Linked DNA regions of Sus scrofa: region 1 is linked to region 2. Evidence: chromatin contacts called from public HiChIP or PLAC-seq data. All regions are on one chromosome and are shown on one strand. The core of a region is the stretch at or near the end of the contact, and the rest is flanking DNA. Distances in the headings are between cores, read along the strand shown. Region 1 overlaps ZMIZ1 (zinc finger MIZ domain-containing protein 1). Region 2 holds the start of ZMIZ1 (zinc finger MIZ domain-containing protein 1).

Region 1 (2,706 bases), core at 63-2,562, 40 kb before region 2:
TCCAGCCTGCTTTTATGGAGCGTCCAGTATACACCAGGTAGGCGAGGTGCACTGATAAATAAGTCTCAAAGCACTCAGGCAGGCAAATGTTCGAGCCCTTTGCAGGAAAACGTGATTACACGACACTGTGATAGGAGCCGAAAAGGAGGTTGTCAGAGGGTGGCTCAGAGGAAAAGGGGACAGCTTCGGCTGGAGGAGGAGCTGCCAGGAAAGGCTTTGCCAAAGAAGTCACTCTTGGGTAAATTCTTCCCAGAGCAGAAGTCCAGGAAGGGCATTCCAGAAAATCGGTACAGCCCTGGCAGAGGCCCAGCAGCTTCGTTGTGCCCGATCTGAATGCTGCATCCTGTCAACGGCCCTGTAGTTACTGGCCTTGTGGGGTCAGGGGCTGGGGAACAGTTTTTGGAGCAGGGAGCCTGCTGTCATCTCAGCCTCTCCTCCATGCACTGGTCAAAAGGCCAGGGGAGGGATACGCGAGGACAGGTCCCCCTCAGCATGGACAGGCAGATTGGGGTTCACCCCAGCTGCCCGGGGCAGTGGCATCTCCACCCCCGCTTGGCAGATCCATTTCCTGGCTCTGACTCAGGACACCTAAGCCAGCGCGTGACGCAGACCACAGAAGCTGCAGGGCGGGACACTGCTGGTCTCCCGGGCACAGACAGGCCTGGCAGAGCTGTCCTCAGGAGATGGGCTCCCTCCTGTCGCTGAGCTGTGCCAAGCACCAGGGCACCAGGGCTGCGGGAGCCAGCGGACACCCGATACCACCCCATCTCTCCACTTGGGGACCATCCACAGCCAGGGGCCATTTAAGGCTCTCAGGCCAGGCTGGGCAGCTGGCCACGGGGAGGAACAAAGAGGCTAGCCCATGCCCACCCTCAACCTGCACCCCCGGCACACCAGGAGAGCATCACATTCTTGAACACCTTTCAGAAGCTCTCCTTTCTCAGGAGCCCGAGCTGGGAGCCGGGAGCCGGGAGCCGGGAGCTGGGAGGAGGCCCTGCCAAGTGTTGATAGCACTCTCTCCAGAGAAAGCTGCTGTCACAGGGAAACATTCTGGGGAGAGCGGTTGTTTACCACCAACGCCTGGGACTGTCAAGAAATAATCAGAAGAAATTAAATTTGCAAAGTCGAAAAGACATAAAGGCAGCCCCCTCCCCAAGCCTGGGAATTCTCAACCTGGAGGATCAGGCTGCTCTATTTTTTTGGCTGGTTTGGGGACAATATTCTTAAATCTGCAGGAGGCTGCGAGAGATGGCGGGTTATATGTGCAGCCAGCCAGGACTGGGGGCCCTGAGAACTGTCATCAACCTTGGCCTCTGTGCTCAGGTGCAGAGCGACATACACACTTGGACTTGATAAGACCACGTGATCTTACCGACAGGGGTAACCTCCAGGCTGTCTGTCCACAGTCTGCCAGGAACATGCAGTTCCTCAAGACTACCTCAACACCTCCGCCACACTGACCCGAAGACTTGGGCTAACAGGGCTGGGAGAGTCTGAAAAAGTCATCAGTCAGGCCCCGGCCTCTGCACAAACCCATACTCCTGCCAAAGGCACGCGGCTCTGCTGGGCTCCTGTTGCCCCTACCTGGATTTCTATGTGAGATCTCCTCCCTCTAGTCCACCTCCACACAGGTGGAGGGCCTGGGCCTGAGCTGGCACAGAGTGGGCTGTCGAGGAAGGTTTGCTGACCAGCAGAATCCAGACATGAATGAGCCAATGACCCCCAAACCCAAATCAAACACACCTGTCCTGCTTGGGTAGCAGCCCTGACTCCCCACTGTGAGCACCTCCCACTGTCAAACTCCCAAGTCTACAAAACCCTTCACCTGTGTGCTGTGTACAAACTTCCAGGAGTCTCTCACAGGCTCTGCACTCCAGCCATAGCACAATCACTCAACTTTCTCTGTACTTTCATGCCCCAGGGACTTGGCGTATGGTACTGCTCTCTCTCTGTGCAACCAAGTCCTGCTCTGGGTCAAGCTCTATTTCCCCCTTTGTAACTGTTGCGACACTTTTTACATTTACCCCAGACTGGATACTGTTCACATGTGCTCTGAACTAAGTGGAGGGCACCATGGACACAAAGAGGGTTCCTTCCACTTGCACTTGCCCGGGGGGGTCAGACAGGGGCCTCCAACTTTATTGCAGTCAAACAGCCATCCCAGCCTCCAGCCTGCAGGCCAGAAGCAATTCCTCCTAAGGGCTAACCTGCATTGCTACTGCTGTCATTTTAAAAACCATTCCCTGGAGAGTGGGTGAGAAGTCCTCGGCCAAGTGTAAATGAGAATGTACTCGTGGAGCTCCCAGAGCCGAGAGAAGGGGCTGGCTTGGGAATTTCCAGGCAAAGGCCAGCAGAAATTGGCCACAAATGAATCATTAACTCTCCAGTTGAGAGCTCCGTGTGGCTGGTGCCAAGGTCTCAGGCTCTGGCCTGTGTGGGCCACTTGGCCTCTCTTTGGCTCAGGCCTGAGGGTGGCCCCGCCCCCTCCCCCCACTGGCCATCTGCTTCACCCCACAGCCACTGGTCACTGAGAGCCGAGGCCATCTGGACCAGAGCAGCCCAGATGTCTTATGGGAGAGGGCATGTCTTTCCCCAGGAAAGACTCCAAACCTTTGCCACACACTTCTGTCCTTCTGGAATGCTGTCCCTTTAGCAAGCTAAGTCCCTTTGTCCTTTGAGGGCTGGCTCCAGCCTGGCCTGCCTCTT
Region 2 (2,700 bases), core at 119-2,618:
GGACATTTTGTCCCCTAAAGAAGCCAGCAATCCTTTTTTGCATAGACAGGACTAGTTATCAAAGCTTCCCCATAAGTGCAGCAATTTCTTATTCACAACTCTTCTTCGTGAGCCATACCCTGAATGCCTCAAAACACCAATCCAAAAACCATTTAAAACTCTTGAAAACTCCCTACCACTCCTTCCCCCACCCCGTCACTGCCACCAACTCAGAAGTCTAAAGTTTTGAGATTTATGTGTGAAAACAGCATTGCATAACCTCATGACTTGGGACAAGGAGATGCTTCTGGCCTTTTGGGAAAAACAAAATCCAACCGAAAACATAAAACTCAGAAGAAAACACCATCTCCCTCCAAACGCATTCCCTTGGCCTCAAAGTCACACGTGCTCTGTGGCAGATTCGGCTTTCAATGTGTCTTTTGTTTGATGCTGGTGCTTCAACATCTTCAACCTGAAGACAGAGGTCAGCACAAGGCTTGGGGCATTCACCAACCGCAGCACGAGGGCCAGGCAGCAGGCAAGTGGGAAGCCAGGAATTCCCCCCTACTCTGGATCCCCTCGAAAAGCAGCAAGGAGAGAGAAAATTAAGGGCTTGCTCCCCTTTTAAACTTCCCGGAGAGCCTAAAAGCAACTTTCAAACTCCCAGGACCATAACACAAATGCCAGCGAAGACCAGTCAGAATTCATCACCCACCAACACCCACCAAGCTGCCCATTCTCCAGCTACAGTGCCTGCCTCTTTATCTCTACCTTCAAGAAACAATAATAAGCAAACCCAGGTACCTCTGGGAACAGCCTCTGGCCTCCTGCCCTGCCCTGTGTAACCAGCCTGTCCTCATACCCACAAGAGAGGAGGAGACAGCACCGGTTATCCCTCTGGTCTACCAGGCTCTGTTGCCCGAGTTGCACCAGGGAGACAAACTGTTGCTCAAGAAAATCCTCCAGAAAACCCTTGGCACCAGGAAGCAGCTCCAGGCAGCTCCTGCCAAGCGCCAAGCCAGGGGCTTTCAGAGGCAGCTTCCCCCTGCCCTCTTAAATCTGTGAGGTTGGGCCCTGCTCTCCCATGCCCTGGGCTGTCCACCCAGGGGGCTCACAAATGGCCATGGCAGAGCTGAGAGGAAGAAAAGGCTGGCCGAGCAGTGCCCTCACTCTGCCAGCCCAGCCGCCAGCTTCTTGGAGGACCTCTGAGAGAACATTTGTTTGGGCTGCCAAGTTAAATCTTCCTCCCTCATGTCAGGGCATTGGAAAATCAGTCAGGGGGGAGGAGACGGGGAAGAGCGGGGGGAAGGAGCAGCGGGAGGGAGGCGGGAGGGAGGCAGGCGGGCAGCCTCTTGGAGACCCAGGTACTCCGGCGCTGCCTGCCCAGGAAGCTTGTGGCTCCCAGGCAGGCGCAGTCGGGACTCCGGACACCAAGCCGGGGCCGGACCGCCAGGCCTCCAGGCTCAGGCGCCGGCTGCCAGGCGCCCTCGGCCCCCGCCCAGGGAGAGGCCCTCGCTCTGTGCCCCACTAGAGGAGCGAGGTGGGAAGAGAAGGCAAGGGAGGAAAAAGTTTGCGGCAGGTAGAGGGCTAGGGCTGGGCGGCCCTGCCACGGGGCTGTCCCCCGGGGAGGGGTGGGGGGCCCGGGCCGGCTGCCCAAGCGCGCACCCGCCCGCCACCCTCCCGCTCGGGTTGTTTACATTCCTGGAGTGTCTTTTAAACCCGGGGCTGAGGCCGGCTCCCAGCCTTCTCCGGCGGCTCCGAGGCAGTCTCCCGTGAAAATCTGCTGGCGCACAATGGCCGGGAAGGCGGCCGCCCCTCGCCCGCGCCCCTGCTGCTCCGGGGCGGGGAGCCTGCCCTCCGCACCGCGCCCTCTCCTCGCCCGGCTGGCTTCCTGGACAGATGTCCCTAGCGAGGGGGCGACGCGCACCCGCTGCCCGCACCCCAGACGCCGAGGCCACGCTCCCCACTGTTTTCTCCCCAGCCCAGACGACAGGAATGCGAAACAAGCTTCCAGAGCCCGCCCACCACCCCAGCTCCAGCCCCGGCACGGCCCCCCAACCTCCGCCCCGGCCGGCCTCCCACTCCCCCGGGGCCGCCGCCGGCGGAGACGGAGAGGAAGAAAGAACACGGGGAAATTACTTTCGTATTTGCAACGCGCGCGCACGCACACACACACACACGCACATCTTCTCCCTGGGCTCCCCTCCTGGCCGGGGCAGCCCCAGCCAGGCTTCGGCCTTGGTGCCCCTTGGGCTTCTGAGACCTACATGAAGCCCCTACACACACCCCTTGGCGTTCCCCTATAGTACGGAGCGCCGCGTCTCGCCCGGCAATTCGCACACAAACAACTTAACCGCGCCCCCACTCCCATTTACAAAAGTGTGTGTTTTCCCTAGAAATTCAGATGCACAACTTAACACCATCATCCCTTGCCGCCCTGAAATCCGGCGCCTTCCCTGGCGGTTCTCCTACACACAGGCATTCAACTTCGCGTCTTCCCAAAGGAGACGAGGGAGACCGAGGTGATCCTACTCCCGTCCTTCCCTCCCTCCCTTCCTTCCTTCCCGAATCCCGGTCCTGCCCGGCCCCCGGGTGTACGGAACCACGGCTGTAGGCGCGCCGGCAGGAGGCGGGCACCAGGTCCGCGCGCGCACAACTGCACTCACGCCCCGTACACCCCAAGAGCCCCGGCCCCCATGCGCAGACTAAGCCGGCTCCGCG

The links. HiChIP or PLAC-seq counts read pairs in DNA pulled down with a chosen protein or histone mark.
Region 1: a contact with region 2 is called in an H3K27ac HiChIP or PLAC-seq map of alveolar macrophages. The contact joins the enhancer-like site here to the promoter of ZMIZ1 in region 2. A contact is called at or near these places in 1 of 5 promoter capture datasets (liver), 9 of 47 Hi-C or Micro-C datasets (embryonic fibroblasts, heart right ventricle, liver and 2 more) and 2 of 2 datasets of contacts at active chromatin or transcription factors (alveolar macrophages and skeletal muscle).

Annotation. Positions count from the first base shown.
Region 1 is chr14:81,447,192-81,449,897 of Sscrofa11.1, reverse strand. All of the region lies in intron 1 of ZMIZ1 (zinc finger MIZ domain-containing protein 1), which reads right to left. Among named protein-coding and RNA genes, the nearest start is that of ZMIZ1, 39 kb to the right of the region's middle. Within about 2 kb of position 1,312, at least 23 of the 83 cell types and tissues checked have an H3K27ac peak or open chromatin away from gene starts, as enhancers often do. A contact at or near this core is called in alveolar macrophages, embryonic fibroblasts, liver and 1 more, where this site is marked.
Region 2 is chr14:81,407,735-81,410,434 of Sscrofa11.1, reverse strand. ZMIZ1 (zinc finger MIZ domain-containing protein 1) reads right to left here and starts at 1,368. Exons shown (of 26, transcript XM_013983374.2): 1 at 1-1,368.